Regions from separate parts of the Mus musculus genome. Here region 1 is linked to region 2. Evidence: chromatin contacts called from public promoter capture Hi-C data. All regions are on one chromosome and are shown on one strand. Each heading gives the region's core, a stretch centred on a gene start, on an enhancer-like site or on the middle of the called end of the contact. The rest is flanking DNA. Distances are from core to core; before and after follow the strand shown. Region 1 holds the start of Rrh (retinal pigment epithelium derived rhodopsin homolog). Region 2 has its middle 27 kb from the start of Elovl6.

The links. Promoter capture Hi-C pulls out the DNA fragments that hold promoters and counts their contacts.
Region 1: a promoter capture Hi-C map of liver shows a contact between it and region 2, with 1.6 times the contacts expected there. The contact joins the promoter of Rrh here to the enhancer-like site in region 2. A contact is called at or near these places in 3 of 39 promoter capture datasets (embryonic stem cells and liver) and 2 of 115 datasets of contacts at active chromatin or transcription factors (embryonic stem cells and memory CD8 T cells).

Annotation. Positions count from the first base shown.
Region 1 is chr3:129,819,618-129,824,698 of GRCm38.p6, reverse strand. Rrh (retinal pigment epithelium derived rhodopsin homolog) reads left to right here and starts at 2,194. Exons shown (of 7, transcript NM_009102.3): 1 at 2,194-2,322. The coding sequence starts at 2,217.
Region 2 is chr3:129,502,778-129,508,009 of GRCm38.p6, reverse strand. No RefSeq gene overlaps it. Among named protein-coding and RNA genes, the nearest start is that of Elovl6, 27 kb to the left of the region's middle. Within about 2 kb of position 2,884, at least 2 of the 459 cell types and tissues checked have an H3K27ac peak or open chromatin away from gene starts, as enhancers often do. A contact at or near this core is called in liver, where this site is marked.

The sequences.
Region 1 (5,081 bases), core at 945-3,444, 320 kb before region 2:
GGACAGGGGCTCACCAGCTGTGTTTGCTGTGTTTCACTTTTGTGTTTTATAGGACACAGGATAAAGCTATTTCAGTTAGTAAGTATTTAACATTTTTTTATTACAAGTCCATTAAGATTTGAGTGGCTCTGTTCATGTGAAAACTATAGTCCAAGAAATTTAGGGGTAGAAATTTAAATGTGGGTTATTAAAAGTTTTCTGAAGAATTTTTTTTACATGGAAGACTGACATGTCTTCATTTTAAGTAAATATTTGACTACCTGTCACATGTTCCAGTTCCTGGCTAGGCATGTCCTAGATGAGATTGGCTTTGGCCTCCATCGCTGTCAAGAAATAAGCGCGGCCAGCTCAACATGGAACCGTGTGCCAGCTGGCACTGTTTCTCCCTCACTGGTTACTTCTCATGGATGGCTGCTGTGGCAGGAGTGACTGGTTCTTAAGTACTTGTTTTAGTAGCATGTAATTGTGCCTGTGCCTGAGTTCTCCCCACTTTTCTTAATGGAATCAGTGCTGTGATCTGGAGGCCAAAGTAAAGGCCTGGAGGCCAGAACAGGTGAGAGCTCACATCTCGGTCTGGGTCCACAGGTAGAAATGGCATGGACTGAAGAGTCGCTGAAGTTAGCTCTCAGTGACACTCGCACAGGCACACCTCCAATCCTTTCCAACTGTTCCACTACTAGGGACCAAGTGCTCAGACATGAGCCTAAGGGCACACTCTCATTCACACATGAGTTTGGGAAGGGCATTAGCGCCAAGGACCAGTGCAACCTTACTAAGGGCTGTTAAGGTGACAGAGGTGAAAGATTGTAGAAGTCGGTGTACAGACCACCTGGACATTGCACACTGATATCCCAGACTGACTTCAGATTCTGTGTAGCCATGGCTGACCTCGGCTGTTAGGGTTATATAGTGTGGTTTCCCTTTTACGCTACGTAACTAGTTAAACATTGCTGTGTCTCACTCCCCTGTGTCTCTGGGGTTTGGTTGAAAGATTTCAGTTCTAATCAAATTCAAGTCAATCCCACTACCCGAACTTTGAGGTACTGAGATTTACACAGTAGGCTCAGATTCCTGGTGTAAGTTCTTTTTAAGGTATTCACATTTTAGAACACTGGAGTACTGGTCAGGTAGGCCACCCTGTTCCCTAGACTGAAAACTGCAACTAAGAAGGCCTCTAGAGAACCCGTGATGAGCAGATACGCCCTCTAGTGGTTCTATTAGACTATACAGAAATTGTGACTTGAGCCTTGCTTTGAAGCTCTACTGTCTAAACTTGGGAATTATGATGTTAAAAGGTAGCCTAGGTTCCTCTTTATCCTAACTGTGCATGTTCACACTAGGTTTTTATGTGTCCATACGGACTATCAGGATTATCGTGGCCTTGCTAAGTTGAGTGGTTGACTAATGTGAGCTCGTGAATGTCAAAATACAGAATTAACCAAGGTGGCATAGAGCGTGGTGTATCCATGCTGTAGAACATTTAACACTTGGCTATTACAGCCGAACTGGGTTTTATGGGATGGTATTTAGGGGGAACAGGCTTCATCATGTGTGCGTTACAGACAGACATACTGGTTACATATAACAGATGACCTCATTTTTGTTTAAAAAGAAAGAAGTGGCAAGAACCTCAAACTCTTAGCTCAGGCAATATTGGTGTCATTCATCCAGGGATTTAGAAGTATGGGAGTTGATAGTGTTATTGCTAAGGAAAATACATGTTTGCGTGCGCGCGCGCGCGCACACACACACACACACACACACACACACACACACGGACCTGAGATGAAAAAAAACCAGTGTGTAATGTGTTAACAGTTGGATCTCTAGTACAAAGGTGCAGTCCCTCACCTGAATAGCTACAGAAGATAACGGAACAGCTCATTTCAGGGACTGCTTTTGGAGTTGGGTTTGCCTGTGGTTTTTTTGCTAGACTAGGATGTGTTTACTTGGTAATCTGCTTATAAATACAAGCCTGGACCTAAAGTGCTTAAGATGTGAGGCGGTTGGAATTTCTTTGTTTTACTAAGGAGATTTTTCTCTCATTCTAAGAATTAAAATCTTTTCCTCTTCAGCCCAATTATGTATTAATGGACAGTCTTTGTGAAAAGGCCTTTCTTTGAGGTCTACAAGCGGAAATGATTTGTTCTGAAAGAGCATTCTTGACCGATCACCATTGCTGAGGGCTGCTTCAAAGGTGGTCTTGACTTTCCAAAATGCTGAGTGAGGCTTCGGATTTTAACAGCTCGGGCTCTAGGAGCGAAGGTTCTGTCTTTTCAAGGACTGAGCACAGCGTCATAGCGGCTTACCTGATTGTGGCAGGTACGGGTGTTTATTCAGTGACCTGCTTCTCGGGTGGGAGAAGAACTGAGGTGGTGGGCACAAGGGTGCAGGATGCAGGCTAGCTCAAACATGGGGTGGGCTGGGGTTGTAACAATCAGAAAATGGACATGGGAAAATATGCTGCTTCCTGACGGAAGGTTTTTGAGCAAAGAGGGACAAGAAAACTTTGTATCAAATGAAGCTTTAAAATAAAACTTGTCCGTATATTTGGTTTTTACCTTAAATTCATGAGCAGAGTGTGCATCGTGGTTAAAAGCATGCTTTCTATCATTTATGACTCTCATGCATAATTTGCAGTTTTCTTGGTAGGAAATAGCTCACGATTAAAACGTACTAGAGGAAACGCTGAAGTTTAAAGCAAAAGATAGAGGCTGCAGATCTGGTGTGTAAGTTCAGCTCCTCCCGCAGGCAGCCACGGGAGGCGGCAGCTTTGAAAGTGGGCCCAAGGGATTTCAGCTTTTTACTCTTGCACGGTCTCCTTTGCAAAATGAAGATAAGAATCAGGGATCCACTGAGCTCCTTATGAAGAGTATATATAATCAAGGCCCCTAAGGGACATGGGTACAAGGTATGCTCTTGTTGATAAAATTATCAGATTGAGATGAAGGCTTGTTTGTTGAAAAGGAGAGAAATGACAGAAACTGTACCAGTGGCCGGTGTGACTTTTATAACCAGCAATTACTTGATCTCAAACTTCACAGAAGTGGCGAGTTTTAGTAACTGTTATGTTGGGTTCATTGCTTTTCGGATTGACATTTATGAAAAATTCAAGTGTGTTTCCAAAAACAGTGAGAAATATATCTCCATGTGTCTTCATAACTACTTATTTTTACCTCATAGTTGACGTGGGCTATAGATAACAATTTCCTTTTAATTTTAGTGGTACCGTAACTAGTTCATTTGAATACTTCTGGGTGGTAAGAGGCAAAAAGTGAGCCCCCAATTCCAGAATTACACTACACAGAGGCACTGTATACAAGTTTTGGCTCCATTAAATATGTGACAGGGGAAATCTAACATTAATCTGGCATTTTGAAGCCTGGAACAGGAGAATTGCTAAGGATTCCAGAGTCACCTGGGCTCCATAGGGAGACTGTCACAAACAAACAAACAAACAAACACTAAAACAACAACAACAATAAACAAACAAAAAAACTGGTCATGAGATTAGTATGGGAAGGAAATTTCCTAAGGAACTCTGGTAGCTGCGTTTTTGTTTTGTTTTCCTAGTTCATACAGATGAAGAGCTGAGCGGCTGCGTGGCTCTGAACAGAGGCCTTTTGTTAGGGCTGTCATGTGACTGCACCGGTCAGTTTTATTAGGAAACATCGGAGCATGCGTTCTCTGCGTATGTTTTCTCGTAGAGGACTGAAGGAAGTGGATCTAAGCTCTTCCTGCATTTGTTCTGTGTGTGTCGAGTATCCTGTAGTCTTCCTATCCCCTCAGTTTCCTCCTTTAACAAAACCCACTGAGCTCCCAAATAAGAATGAACACTTTGAGCTGAGGAAAAGGCGCACTTAAGTATCATTCCACTTACCGTTTTTACCACAGGCCTGTGTTTATTATTTTTACCATGGGCCTGTATTGTTGTTGTTGTTGTTGTATTACTGTAGAGGTTAATTATTTTGTATATGTATTTAATTAATTAGTTTTTTGAACCAGGAGCTTGCTTTATTGTGTCTACTAGGCCAAGGATGGCCTTGTACTCAGAGTCTTCCTGATTCTGCCTTCCGAGTGTTGGGATTACAGGTGTATTGCCACCCTGCCTGGCTTCACTGTAATTTATCTGTTTTTACTTACGTGTCTGTGTGTGTGTGTGTGTGTGTGTGTGTGTGTGTGTGTGTGTGTGTGAGAGAGAGAGAGAGAGAGAGAGAGAGAGAGAGAGATATTATTACCACATGATGTCTACAGAGGCCAGAAGAGGATGTCAGGTCCTTCTTCTAGGACCTGCAGTTACAGGTGGCTATGAGCTGCCCCACACAGGTGCTAGGAACAGGATTCAGGTCGTCTAGAAGAGCAGCAAGTGCTCCTAACCTCTGAGCCATCTCTGTACCCCATAAGATGTCATTTAATCACTTATTTGGATTTGAGCTCACTTTTACCAGCTTCCATTGCTGCAGGCCCTATGTTAATTCAGTGTGCATGAGCATGCTCTCTGTACCACTTACAGCTGAGAATGGAGAGGATGATACATGTGTGGACTTGAAATAATTCGTCCTTGGAGAATTGTAAAAGTGTGAGAGGTTGGCTGAAAAAGATAGACTGATGGGTCTTCTGTCTGCCCATTGGAAAGTACCTGTAACCAGGGAACTAATTCAGTGCTTAAGACAGCTAGAGGAGTTGGCTGAGTATCCGGCAGGGATGGACCACAGAAGCTGGAAGCCTACAGGGAGTCACCGAAGGGTTAGAGAGGGACAATATGATCTGACTTGCATTTCAGAAATGTGTTGTGATGGTAGCTAAGAGGCCATTCAAGTAGGCCACTGCAGTGAGCTGAAGTCCAAGAATAGGGAGCACTGCCTGACGTCTGGGGGTGAGGTGAGGTGGAGAATGCCACCTGTCAGTGATGCAGTTCACAGAGAGGGACACACCTGGAGAAGAGCAAGTTTGAGGTGGGAGGTGATGTCTCTTGAGTTCAGCTGCACATGGGGCCTTGCATCTTACAGTGCCAATCTCAAATGCAATGAAACCACTCAGAATGGTGAATTAGGAAAGAAGAGGGTCTGGCTGGAGAGATG
Region 2 (5,232 bases), core at 1,635-4,134:
CCTCCACCACCATCCACCCCTCCTCCACCATCCGCCCCTCCACCTGGCAACTCTGCTCCCATCCCTCCCTCAGCCTCTGTCCTCCTTCCTCCTGACTCCCCCTACAGACTACCAGCACACACTCTCTCACACCTTCTCCCAGGAACTTCATGTTAAAAACCTTCACCTCACAAAACAGTCTTCCCTTTGAAGGGGTTGAGATAGGAACATTGGTACCATTTACTGACACTTCTAATCTACCTTAAATACAATCCAAAGTAGGATTGGCTAGCTAGGTCACCTCAATCTTCATTAAGGAATCCAAAGGGCTGCTGGTAACTTTTGATTTAATCTGCCAAGACAACCCTACCATCCCAATGATCTGCTGCAGGCATAAAGATGTGTCTTGTCTCTGTTGTTCAGCATGTGACTACATTGAGGACATTCATATTCATAAAACAGTCAGGCCAAGCTTCATTGCTGTGCCTGTTGTGGAGCCTAGCTTGTCATATCATGCCACAGACATAGGAAATTATGGGGTGGCGGGAACCTGCTAGAATCTTATTATTACCTGCTCATTAAAGGAGGTGAAAATGGCCATTATCAAACCCATTCATTATTACAAGTTGTAGGAGATAACGAGAGTTTCTAAGAACACTGTTCTCTTTCTACCATGATTGCTGAAACCATGTGCTAATCTGTTCCCCAAGAGTCAGAAAGACCAACCCATTCTGGCTATACATTTTATAAACCAAACCTTTCCCAGGTATTAGATACAAAAGCTTCACATGTCCTTCAAAGTCTTTAAGGACCAGGAAGAGACTTTGAGGTAAATGACAAGCTCAGCAAATGGTTGCAGCAAACGCCTGTCCTGTGTCTCATCCTTCAGCCACAGGCTTCAGTCTAACGGAACAAACCTAGCTGTGAGTCAAAGACTCTTTCTTGTTCTGGCTGTGGCCGGCTATGACACTTCAGCCTGGAGTGCCCAAAGCTATGGAGCTATAAACCTACCCTCGCACCATATTTAATCTGCAAAGTGAGACTCCACAGAAAGTAGCAATCTCTCTCTCTCTCTCTCTCTCTCTCTCTCTCTCTCTCTCTCTCTCTCTCTCTCCCTCTCTCCCTCTCTCTCTCTCTCTCTCTCTTTCTCTCTTTCTTCTCATGAGATAAGGTCATCCTTTACCAGGGTGAGGCCTGAAAAAAGACAAAGGCCCCTGACTTTGTTCCTGGACTATGAGGAACCTAGCAAGTAATAATTTCCTCTTCCTTTGAGACCCGATGGGAGTGTGAAGCTACATAGACCCCCATCAAGTAGCTTGTTGATGACACTTCAATAACCCTAGACATGGTAGGACCAACATTATATTCCTTATCAATGTGGAAGCTACTTTTTGGACCCTGACCACATTTTCTCCTCAGTCTTTTTGTCCCTTGCCCTTCTCTGTTAGCCTTCTTCATACCGCTCTTGTACCTGTAAGGTACGAAAGCAACTTTTCTTGTGTGCATTTTGAGAATAAATCCTACACAGCTTCTCCATTGCTATCCTAGGTAGGGCCATCCCGAGACTTCAGAGTCTCCCTCACTATCGTGTCACAGTGTAGAACTGGCTGGGGCTCCAAAGTCTTTACTATAGATCTATAGACCTACCGCAATGAAATCTGGGATACTTCCATTCCTGGATGACTAACAGCTTCTTCTATCAAGATTGCCCTTAAGAACCCTGACAATTTTCCATGAAGGTTCCAGAATCCTTTAAAACTTTATGGTTAAAAGCATATACCCTCTCACTGATAGGTTCCTAAATACTGTGCTTCTGGGTCTGTCTAACTATCCATGTAACAACCTCGTCTTGGCAGTAAAGAAGTCAAATGGCTGTCTCAAAATGAAACAAAACTATAACCCACATTTTTCAAGTGCCCCAGCCACTTATATTTTTATTTAGAAGACAAAGCCAGCTGGTGGTTGAGAGCACCTCCTAGATGCTGAATTGTCCCTTGGGCAGGCAGGGGCTGTCACTGCTAGGGAAGTGTCCCCCATTTGCTCCAGTGCTTCAAAAGAAAAACTGCCATCTTACATGAAGAAGGGAGGAGGCACAGCTATAGATGGAGGCACAACTCTAAAATGGTAGTTTTTGCTGCTATTAAGAAGAAAACCCAAGTAAGACTATAAATGGAAATGTGCCACACACACACAAACAAAAATGGGATATGTGCAATATATATATATATATATATATATATATATATTAATATATATATTAATACTTGTGGACAAGTGTTACAAGTTGTTGAAGAACAACAAAATCACCAATGTCTTCCATTTTGAGATGTGTATAGTTTTGTAAGCAGTAGTGCTTGATAGCATATTGTAGTGCCATGTTAGGGGTTAGTGCATGAGTTTAGTGCAATTTTAAACTTCAAGATGAAATATTGATAATAACCAGTAGTGTAAAAAGTGTGGAAAATCCTAGACCTTTACTTTTTTTGTGTATGAATATATGATAGTCTCCCTGGGGATAGGAGAAAAAGGCCGAAACAACTAATGTCTGAACAGAAGTGTGGGTTCCCACTGAGAGACACTGTGCTTGGGGGAATGTTAGGCCTTTCACGGGGGAGCTAGAATAGCTACCTTTGTAGCCCTTCAGTCCTCACAGCAAGGCCTGGGTTCAGGCTTCTCTTGCTCTCTTAGTTTCAAGCTAGATTGGTCCTGTATTGATTTTGCATTGTATGCCTTGGGTTCATTTTTCCTCTTTTGTGTCCAGAAAGTAATTTTCTGTTTTGCCTGTCTGAGATACCGTGCTGATTGCTTTGCAATGTTTATGACTCGGTGGCCGGTTCCTTTCCTGCTGGCAGCATGTGTGCTAACTGCAAAGCCTTGTCAGCAGTTTGGAGTATCCTGTACTTTAGGCTTTGCCCCGTTCCACATCTGACTTGGGTGTTGAGTCCAGTCTTTCTCATGAGAACTGATAGCTCAGTGGGGCCCATGTAGGTTGACAGGAAGTACGTTGGCCTCTCCTTTGGTAATTGTTGAGAGCTTTCACGTTTTTTTTCTACTTTCCTTATGGAAATAAAGTAGTTGCTTTGTTCTGAAAAGAAGAAGAAGAAGAAAAAGAAGAAGAAGAAGAAGAAGAAGAAGAAGAAGAAGAAGAAGAAGAAGAAGTCGTCAAATGGATGTCTATAAAATGGGATAGGACCTCGAGGACTCTAAGTAACCATTGTCCTGATCCACTGCATACTTCCCATTTACACACACACAAACACACACACACACACACACACACACACCCTCCTGGTTTAAGGGTGCTTTCTTCTGCAGTTACATTCACATGCCTTATTTACCTTCAAATGGCAGGACCCTTCCATTTGGGTTACTCAGCACCTAACTGGAGTGCCTGAGATAGCATCCCCAACCACTACACATCCTTTGGACAGGCCTTAGGCAAAGACATGTCCTAAATTTCCCCCTGGAAGTAGCTTTCTTCAGTCAGTATGATTTATTAGTCTGTAACCCAGTTCAGATCAAAACAGTGTCCTAGCTTTTTAAAAACTTGCCTCATGTGGACATAATGTTTCTCCATCAGAGGCAAAAATCTCCCCATGAAATGTCCAGGTTTTGTCATTTGAAGTAAGCATGAGCATCATTCATGACTTCAGCATGAAGTCATTCCAGCATCTATGGAGACCTCATTTCAACTGGGAGGGTCCCGGGCTTAGGACAACTAAGGGCTTTCCTAGACAAAAGGGAATTTTGTGGAGTCTGAATTCCCCACTTCAGCTCATCGTAAGTCTCCCATTTGTCTTGAGGAGACCAGAATAAAAGCCATTATTATATTGGAAGCCTGAGGTGACAAGGACCCTGGACCTCTTAAATCAGATATTCACCTCCACCTCTCCCTATTCTTACTAAATGCTTGTCTCTGTGTACGCAAGCAAAGCAGAGTCACACTGATTTTAATCCACATTTTGGGGCCCTTGAAATACTCAGGTGCTTATCTTTCCAAGTCATTAGCTTTGTGGCACGAAGTTGGGCCCCTTGCCTTGGGGCACTGGCAGCTATGGCTCTCTTGGTCAGAGGCCTCTAAATAAATGCCAGAGTTTATTTAGAGTAAATGGCTTACATGCCCCAGCAGGTCTGTGAAACTCTCAACTCGAGGGCCTTCCACCGAGTCTCACACCGAGTCTCACAAGCTCCAGAGGATACCAGAAGACTACGTCAAACTTTCTATCACGCTACTTCAAGCCAGCCCCTAATGCTGAGGACCTCTCTATAACATTCCTGTGCAGAGACAATGGACTTTACCTGCACTGCTAGACCAGATTTACAACATTTTCTACTTGTTCAATCAGACTACCTATCTCACAGCATTTTCTACTTGTTCAATCAGAGACGACCTATCTCACCGACAGTACTAGATTCAAAGAGTGCAGGGCATGGACTCTTCAGGTGTACAGTGGCACACCACACAGAGGTCATGGGATCTGGGCCCTCCCTGGATAATTCCATGTCAGCCCCAGTACTGTTCTTCATGGTGCTCTTCAATGGAGACAGGAATGAGACTTAGAATTCACACAGACTTTGCTTGTGTGTTCCTTGTGCCCACACCTGTCTATCTATTTGGAGGAAAAAATAGGTTCCTAATGACTTACAATACCCTGATCAAACAACTTTTGGCTCTATCAGAAGCCATCTGCCACCCAACTCAGCCATTTGTATTAGGATCCTCTAAAGGAACAGAACTGATAGAAGGACTATGAAAAAGTATATGAAAAATAAAATATAAAAATATGAAATTGGTTTGCACTATGTGGTGCGCATTGTATGCATGACACCGCAATGGTTGCGCCACGTGGGAGAAGCCAAGAATCCAGGAGCTGCTCACAAGGTTGGATGGTTCAGCAATCTCAGTGTGGTACTGAAGCGCTGGAAGATCCCTGGTCTTCAGTCTGTGTTGGGAGCCCAGAGAGGCTGGTTTTAATACTGGTGATGGAACCCTGCAGCAACAGGGTAGACAAACCCGGCCAGAAGGAGTGAAAGGAAACAAGCGGAGGTAACGCTTTCTTTTTCCCTGTCCTTTACTCTGGGCTGCCACCAGATCATCCCAACCACATGTAAGAGTGGGTCTTCCCACTGCAAACAATCTGTTCACGACATTCCCTCGTAGGAATGCCCAGTGCGTGTATTTTAGTTGATTCCAGATGTAGTTGACAACCAAGATTAGCCATCTCACCATTATGGACTGCCAGCCCCAGCCAA